Regions from separate parts of the Ovis aries genome. Here region 1 is linked to region 2. The links are chromatin contacts, called in public Hi-C maps. All regions are on one chromosome and are shown on one strand. Each heading gives the region's core, a stretch centred on a gene start, on an enhancer-like site or on the middle of the called end of the contact. The rest is flanking DNA. Distances are from core to core; before and after follow the strand shown.

What was found. A called contact is a pair of places that touch in the nucleus more often than the background predicts.
Region 1: a Hi-C map of tail adipose tissue shows a contact between it and region 2, with 2.6 times the contacts expected there. The contact joins the promoter of FBXO31 here to the promoter of MTHFSD in region 2. A contact is called at or near these places in 2 of 16 Hi-C or Micro-C datasets (muscle and tail adipose tissue).

The regions. Positions count from the first base shown.
Region 1 is chr14:12,502,796-12,507,363 of ARS-UI_Ramb_v3.0, reverse strand. FBXO31 (F-box protein 31) reads left to right here and starts at 3,171. Exons shown (of 7, transcript XM_042231526.1): 1 at 3,171-3,536. The coding sequence starts at 3,188.
Region 2 is chr14:11,918,224-11,922,535 of ARS-UI_Ramb_v3.0, reverse strand. It overlaps MTHFSD (methenyltetrahydrofolate synthetase domain containing), which reads left to right and starts at 2,182. Exons shown (of 8, transcript XM_060397897.1): 1 at 2,182-2,248.

The sequences.
Region 1 (4,568 bases), core at 1,922-4,421, 580 kb before region 2:
ACATAGCATGTAGGTTAGTCAGGCATTCTGTAAATACTTATCACATGAGTTGACGCATTTCTGTTTGCTGAGAGACTTCCTAGCTTGGATAGGGATGGTGATGATCCACAGGGCTTCTTTAAATCTGTTTGGTTTACATTCCTCCCTTTGTAGCCGTCTAGGCAGTTTGTTCTTCTTCACTCAACCAACATTTAGCCAGTACACATTTGCCTATCACATGATGCATGCTAGCATGTCCGTCACGTAACAGAGGATACAGCTAGTGAGGCTGCTACCAAAGGAAGCAAGTGTTTGTAATAAACGATGGTGCAGTAATAAAGGGACATCCCTGGAAGGGGTACCATTTGAGGACAAGGTGGAAGGGGTGACTGTTCACTGGCACAGACTGGGAAGAAGGTTTTCCTGGCAGAGGAGACAGCTTGAATAAGGGGCAGGGATGTGACAAGGCATGGTGCGTTCCCACTAAGGAACTGGGTGGCTCCCATTGAGAGATGTTTGGAGACAGGAGATGCTGCCAGACCTGGTGGTTAGGCCTGGATTGTGAAGCACTCTGTGTGATGTGATATGGAGTCAATGGGGCCATTAAATACTAATATTAAATAGGTGAGTGAAGCATGACTCTTGTTTTGTTTCTGTGTTACCATTTGCAGGAAGTGAGTTCTGATAACAGGCTGGAGGACAGTTCGAAAAAACACCCAGATACAGGGAAGGCAGTCACAAGTTGTTTTCCAATTGCCCCGAGCTGAGATAGTCAAGGTTTGAAGTCCAGCATTGTTACTTCTGTCAAGATGCACTTCCCTGTTTATGGGATTCTGTGGACTGGGGTAGGCAGCCGTCTTTTCCGCTTGGAGACCTCCTTAGGGAAGTAGTGAAGAGCCAGGACCTTGTGGAGGCTGGGCCCAGGGAACTGGTAGAGTCGTTATTTTTCAATCTGAGAAGAAAGAGCAGCGCTGACCAGAAACACTGGGGTGGTCTGTGGATTCTTAGCTTCCATATGGGCTCTGGGCAGTTGCTCCAGCACTTCAGGGTATTGACGTCAGTCTGGACCAGAAAGGAGTTGGGCCCAGCCAGGCAGAGGTCTGCTTCCTCTCGTAATCGCATCCTTCTCTCTGGAAATGACAGTTTCTTATTATTAGTGCTGCTTAAGGGGAAGCCACTGTCACAGGAAGGCTTTGTGTCTTTCACCCCTGCCCCAGGCCCCAGCTGGCTTCCCCTCTAGAACCCACAGTACCCTAGAGCACAGTAAACAAGGTAATTAGGGCACAGCAAGATCATATAGATCTGATAGAGTGCCTGAAGAACTATGGACAGAGGTTCATGACACTGTACAGGAGGCAGTGATCAAGAAAAATAAATGCAAAAAGGCAAAATGGTTGTCTGAGGAGGCCTTACAAATAGCTGTGAAAAGAAGAGAAGTGAAAAGCAAAGGAGAAAAGGAAAGATATACCCATTTCATTTGAAAAGACCCTGATGCTGGGAAAGATCGAAGGTGGGAGAAGGGGCCAACAGGATGAGATGGTTGGATGGTGTCACTGACTGGATGGATATGAATTTGAGTAAACTCCAGGAGTTGGTGATGGACAAGGAGGCCTGGTGTGCTGCAGTCCATGGGGTAGCAGAGTCAGACACGACTGAGCGACTGAAATGAACTGAACTGAACTGAAGATCATACAGACTACCCACCTAGTGTGATTTCCCCTTTTCATTGCAATCAGGGTAGAAATAAGTGAATGTCAGTTTTTAAATAAAAGAAAGGCATAATTTAGGGTCCGACTTGGCTTAACTAGTTCCAGGTGCTATAAGTTTGTGTTGTTCCCCTAATCACACCTTATATGACCCTTCTGGGTCATGGGGAGACGTGGCGTGGTTATCCTTGTGCGCATCCTGAATTGTTCTCACAGGGGGGATCCTTGAGGTGTACACTGGGGTCCTTTGAAACTTTTGGTGGGGTTCTTGGGATCCTGCGGGGAGTTCTTCCAGGCCTTCCCGGGAGGTCCTCAGAAGAGTGTTCTCTGGGCTATCCTGGGAGGTTCTTCATGGAAGGGTGCTCACGGGGGTTTTAGAGGTCCTGAGGGTTTTAAGAGGGCTCCTCCTGAAGGGTCCGAGGCTGGTATCCTCTGAGCCTTCATGGGGGGGTTGTAGGAGGACTCTCTTCCAGGCCTTTTTGGAGGATTCTCCAGAGGGTCCTCAGAGCCTTTCTGGAGAGTTCTTGGAATTCCCAGGGGTCTTTTTAGGGGCCCTCCTGGGACGATCCTGTGGGGGTGTCCTCGGGCTTCCCTGGATGGTTCTTTGGGGATCTTCAGGGGGATTCTTGGGGGCTCCTTGAGGCCTTCCCAGAGGGTCCTTGAGAGAGGGGGTCCTCCAGTTTCCCTGGGGGTCCTCTGGGTCTTCCCAGGGGGTTCTTTGGGGATCCTTGGGGGGAGCTCTGGAAGGGGCCTTCGGGCCTTCCCGAGGCATTCTCCGAGGGCGAGGTGGGGGGGGGGTCCCTCGTAGGGTCTTCAGAGTGACCTCTGGGAGAGCTCCAGTCCCGTACTCAGGAGGTGGTGAGTTCGGCCCTCACAACCGGCAGCACGCCATCTACTGTCTACCCCGTCGTGTGCGCTCAGTCGGGAAGGGGCGGCCGTCGTGCGTTTGTCGGTGACATTCCTTTCCCGTGCTCTGTCCGCGCTCGCGACGGGAGGCCCGCAGTCCTCAGGTGAGCGGAGGCCGGGGCCGCCTGGGACGGGTGGGGCTGCGAGAAGAGGGACCTAATGAACCCTGAAGGGCGGTCGAGGCGAGGGGCTTTCCGGCCACGCGAGCCCAAGACTCTTCGGGTCCCCCCTAGTGGGCGTGGCCAAGCCCCAGACAGGGACGTCGGCAACGTACTAGAGGCGTGGCTTAGCTGTCAGGCGGGGCGGGGCCTCAAACCCCAGGGGCGTGCCTTGGTTCCCTGGGGCGGGGCTTGGCTCTCTGACGGGGCGTGGCGAGGCAGGGCTCTCCCAGGGGTGGTGCTCCGCTCCCCAGGGGGGCGGGACTCCGCGTTTCTGGGGGCGGGGATAAAGCTCCTTGGAGGGGCGGGAATAAGGCTCCCTGGAGGGGCGTGGCGCGGCGTGGAGGGGCCTGGCTCTCCGGCCGGGCGGGCGGGGCTCTGCTCTCGGGCGGCGCGTGCGCACTGGCGGCGGCGGCGCGGCGGCCGTCAGTCGCCGGCATGGCGGTGTGCGCTCGCCTCTGCGGCGTGGGCCCGTCGCGGGGATGCCGGCGCCGCCAGCAGCGCCGGGGCCCGGCCGAGACCGCAGCGGCCGACAGCGAACCGGACACGGACCCCGAGGAGGAGCTCATCGAGGCGGGCTCGGCGGCGCTGTCCGGGGCGGGGGACGACCGGAGCGCGGGCCCCTCGTCGCCCCCGCGATGCTCGCTGCTGGAGCTGCCGCCCGAGCTGCTGGTGGAGATCTTCGCGTCGCTGCCCGGCACCGACCTGCCCAGCCTGGCCCAGGTCTGCACCAAGTTCCGACGCATTCTGCACACTGACACCATCTGGAGGCGGCGCTGCCGGGAGGGTGAGTGCGCCGGGGCGGGGCCTGGGCCCCAGGGGGCTTGACTGGGAGGGGCTAGGGTGGGGTCCCCACCAGCTCTGGAAGGGCAGTTGCCATCGAACAAGGATCCCTGGCGGAAGGTCCCAGCCACCGGGTGCTGCTGTGACCCCGGGGGCCGCTGCCACAGATGCGGGCGCGGGTACCGGGCGCGGCGGAGTTCATGGGGTGCTCAGAGACGGGTGAGGGGGTCCCCCAGCTACGGGGGCCAGGACGCCGAGGGCAGCGACGCGAGCTGGGGCTGGGTTTAGGCCGGGGAACTAGCTGACGTCTGTGACACCCTTCTCGGTTCCCGGTCCCTGGGGGCGGAGCTGACGAGATCGATGAGGGTGAACTTGAATAGTTAGGGGAGCCCGAGGGTTTGGACGGTCTCGAGGGCGAGGACCTGGTCTGTGAAGCGGTGGGTTGTGAGGCAGGCATTGCTGGAGGGCGCTTATGCCCCGCTCAAGGGATGCTGATGTCCGAAGTGAGGGTGGTGAATAGTTTTGTAACAAATCCCCTGAAAACAGCTTTACTTAACCCAGAGTTCAGGGCTCTGTATTCATTTAAACGTTGACAGATCTCTGCTGTTCACTAAACTCTAGAGTTTCGGTAAAAAGGATAGGTAAGAAGAAAAACCAAACAATGAAGGACAAAAAGGGAAAAAAGTAAAAAATCATCAGAGGTCTTTGCTATCAAAGATGAGCCACTCTTAAAATTTTGGGAAACGTCTCACCGTATGCACATGTGGAGTCATGTACACATTTTTCCGTAAATGGGACCGTATCATTTATGATCTCAGAAGATTCAGTATAAAAAACTTCATAGTGTTCCACTGCCTGTGTATGCCACAGGCTAGTCCTTTACTGTTAGACTTTTAAGCTTGCAGTTTTTCCTTGTGCCATCGAGACTGCCTTGTGCATTTTATAGGAATTGATGGGACTTACATGTACCTTTTAGAACTTCTGAGACTATCTTCTTGGGGTGTAACTTTCCAAAGTGGGGTTGTGGGCAGCAGGG
Region 2 (4,312 bases), core at 933-3,432:
AATACCAGACCACCTGACCTGCCTCTTGAGAAACCTATATGCAGGTCAGGAAGCAACAGTTAGAACTGGACATGGAACAACAGACTGGTTCCAAATAGGAAAAGGAGTACATCAAGGCTGTATATTGTCACCCTGCTTATTTAACTTACATGCAGAGTACATCATGAGAAATGCTGGACTGGAAGAAACACAAGCTGGAATCAAGATTGCCAGGAGAAATATCAATAACCTCAGATATGCAGATGACACCACCCTCATGGCAGAAAGTGAAGAGGAACTAAAAAGCCTCTTGATGAAAGTGAAAGAGGAGAGTGAAAAGTTGGCTTAAAGCTCAACATTCAGAAAACGAAGATCATGACATCCAGTCCCATCACTTCATGGGAAATAGATGGGGAAACAGTGGAAACAGTGTCAGACTTTATTTTTGGGGGCTCCAAAATCACTGCAGATGGTGAGTGAAGCCATGAAATTAAAAGACACTTACTCCTTGGAAGAAAAGTTATGACCAACCAACCTAGACAGCATATTGAAAAGCAGAGACATTACTTTGCCAACTAAGGTCCGTCTAGTCAAGGCTATGGTTTTCCTGTGGTCATGTATGGATGTGAGAGTTGGACTGTGAAGAAGGCTGAGCGCTGAAGAATTGATGCTTTTGAACTGTGGTGTTGGAGAAGACTCTTGAGAGTCCCTTGGACTGCAAAGAGATCCAACCAGTCCATTCTGAAGGAGATCAGCCCTGGGATTTCTTTGGAAGGAATGATGCTAAAGCTGAAACTCCAGTACTTTGGCCACCTCATGCGAAGAGTTGACTCATTGGAAAAGACTCTGATGCTGTGAGGGATTGGGGGCAGGAGAAGGGGACGACCGAGGATGAGAAGGCTGGATGGCATCACTGACTCAATGAACGTGAGTCTGAGTGAACTCTGGGAGTTGGTGATGGACAAGGAGGCCTGGCGTGCTGCGATTCATGGGGTCGCAAAGAGTCGAACATGACTGAGCGACTGAACTGAACTGTTACTATCACCATTTTAAAGGTGAGGAAACTTAGGTCTAGAGATTTTAAGTAACCCCAAATTTTCAGCTACAAGTGAGGGAATTGGGATCTCTTAACTCATTACTTTGCTGCCTCTTTAAGATTAGGGTTAGTGTCTTGGAAATTAGAGACAACTCAAAAAGTTAAAACACAAACTTCTATGTAAATAGTCTATGTGGAAACATACATTTATATAATTTCCTGACTATATATATACACAGTCAAGAGTGTATGCGTGAAGGGATGACTGAACACATGACTCAATGTCTATGATATTTTAGTTTTTTATACCAGCAACTTACAAGCCTGTAATTAACCCTGTGGGGTAAAAGGATTCATTATCAGAGCCCAGAAAAAGCAGACTGCTCCCTGGGAGGTGCAGACAGGGCTTTGATTGTTGGACAGGGCAGGGAAAGAAAGAGGTGAGGAAGCTGTTTTTCACCGAGCCTGCAGACTGTGGGTTGGGTATTCTGAGCTCCAGGAAATACATCAGGCTTAGAATCACCATCCTCCCTCAAAGTGACCACTGGGTCTCACGGTGACCACAAGAGAGGGAGATCCTACGGGCCTACAAAGGACTGAACGAAGCAGAGTGACTCACTCCCCAGCGGGGAAGGAATCTAGCTTCTTGGGAGCCAGCTTCTGTTATTAGAATTATTTATTATTCTATTTATTTACTTTTTAGCACTTTAGGAGATGTTTGTGTGAAGATGATGCGGAGAGAAGAGAGGGAGCAGAAAACAGACCGTGCCATTTAACATCTGTAGAGTCTCACAGGGGAGGAATTGAGTCATGGAGGAGCAATCCCGGTCGGCTTCTCGGAGTAGGGGGCCTCTGGGGACTAGAAGTGGAGGTGGGTGTGTTTGAACTGGCAGTGGGCTCGGACAGGCTACGGGTGTTCACTCGGTAGCCTCCTCTTCTGCCCACCCAGCTCCTGGCAAATGCCTGTCAGACCTAGCGCTCAGTGCTCGCCTGATTGAGAATAAACCTTCAAGACCACACCCACCACCCTCCTCCCAGCGCGCGGACTCGCACGCGCATGCGTGCAGCGGAGCGTTCCCACCAGGCCTCTGCGGCGAGGCCACCGTGCCCCCACCCCGGGTCCAGACTAGTGCGCAGGCGCGGGGAGTGCGCGCACCGGTGACGTCACTTCGCGCGGGACTCCGCCGAGCGAGGTGTCGCGCACTGACAGCGTCGCCATGGAGCCGAGGGCGGGTGAGGGGCGGCCCCGGGCACCACCTGAGAAACGCGCGGGGGATGCGGAGGGGCCACCTGAGAGTCGGGCAGGGGACGCTGAGGGCTACCTGAGAGACGGGCCAAGGAAGGCTGAGGGGCCACCTGAGTGTCGGGCGGGGGACGCGGAGGGGCCGCCTGAGAGACGGACCGGGGGTCGCGGAGGGGTCACGTGAGGGACCGGCAAGGGGTCGTGGAGGAGTCCCCAGGGATTGGGCGGAGAAACCGCCAGAGACAGAAGGGGACATGGACGGGCGGGGTCTCCGAGGGTTCTGAGCGGGGTCGGGACGCTGTCGGTGGAGTAGGTAGAAGAAGCGGGGCTGCCTTCTGGGTAGGTGGTGGTGTCCATTTCCGCACCCGCCTCCCCCCAGATGAGCTCTGCCTCCTGTGTCGTCTGCCCCAGGCCCTGAGGAGGCTCGCCCCAGAGCCCCTGAGCTTCGGTGATTGATTGCAGGATTGCCTGGCAAAGATGGTACTGAGGCTCTCGCTGCCCCCACGGTCTGTTAAAGCCGATTTGGAGAAATGTGAATAAATCCCCTCCTCCGTTACTGGCCGGGCAGCATGGAACAGCACAGGAAACAGGTGCTGGTAGCTCGGTGGAATGGTAACAAAGACCTTTGGAGATGCCTGCCAAGTGCCAGGACTGCGCTTGGGGCTAGAGGTAGAAGGAGGAGGGAGACCCAGGCTGACCTGACGGGCAGTTACAGAACAGGGTTCATGCATTTCTCACATTAATATATGTCGCCTTTTATTATCCTAATTATTTCCCATGTTTTGGTAACTTTCCAAGGGCAGGGCGCTGCCCTTTTATTCTCTCCCTCCCCTTGCAATTAGCCCACTGCTTTCTAAATGGGAGTCACTCAGATGTGATGATTAATTGACTCTGGAGCAAGGGCCACAATGCCTACAATTCCTGGGTCCCACACAGCGACCTGCACAGTGCTGGGGATATTGTTGGACCTCTGAGTTGTTAGTGAAAGTAATGTCGTGGCTTTTTTTAAAAAAGTGTTTATTTATTTGGCTGTCCTGGGTCTTCGTTATTTGCAGGGGCTTTTCTCTGGTTGTGACAGGTAGGGGATGCTCTCTACATGCAGGACACAGCCTTCTTATTGAGGCTGCTTTCCTTGTGGCGCAGGCTGTAGAGGGTTCAGGCTTCAGTTGTGGCTCCCCGGCTCTAGAGCACAGACTCAATAGTTGTGGCTCCTGGGCTTAGTTGTCTCTCGGCATGTGGGATCTTCCTGGACCAGGAATCGAACCCGTGTCTCCTGCATTGGCAGGCAGGTTCTTTACCAATGCACCACCAGGGAATTTGTTTTAATGGTTTCTGTTTTGAAAAAAAAAACACAAAAAACAAAATAGGGTGTTTGGGGTTCCTCAAGAATCAGAGGTCCCAAAGGAGGAATGTCTGTCTCAGCTAGCCCTGACAGGAGAGGAGGTACAAAGACCTGAAAAAGACAGGGGTACAGATGTGTGAGGCCAGGGACCAACATTGGGCCCCTTTTTAAATTCATGGTGGGGGGTGGCAGGAGATGAGGCTGAAGCGGACGACAGGGCTTTGCAGCTCATTCCACACTCAGTGTCAGGGATCCTCAGAGCACTGGAGCAGCATGGAGGGGAGACTTCCTGGGGGTGGTGCTAAAGCTAGGCCTTGAAGAGTGAGGGTTTGACTGACAGGGAGTAGAACAGACTTCCGGCAGAGACCAGAAAATGCAGAGCTCCCAGCAGGAAAGAACAAGCCAAGTCCTGGAAGCTGCCTACATGGCCTCAACCAGGCTGACAGCACTGTAGTCCTGCATCCTTGGAGATGCTTGTTCCCTAAATACACATGAATCTGCAGTCTTGATTTCTGCCTTCTTGGTTCAGAAGGGTCAAGAGGCACCAGAGTGTTTGCAGTGGGTTCCAGGACGCTCTGGGGTCTACCTGTGAAGGGCCTGGTATGGGTGGTGGTCCAGGGGATCTGTGTCTAGCCTGAGGGCATAAGCACTGGAAACCTTTGGCTCTGGCCCTGAACATGATAAAACTACATGTAAACCTTTAATAAATCAT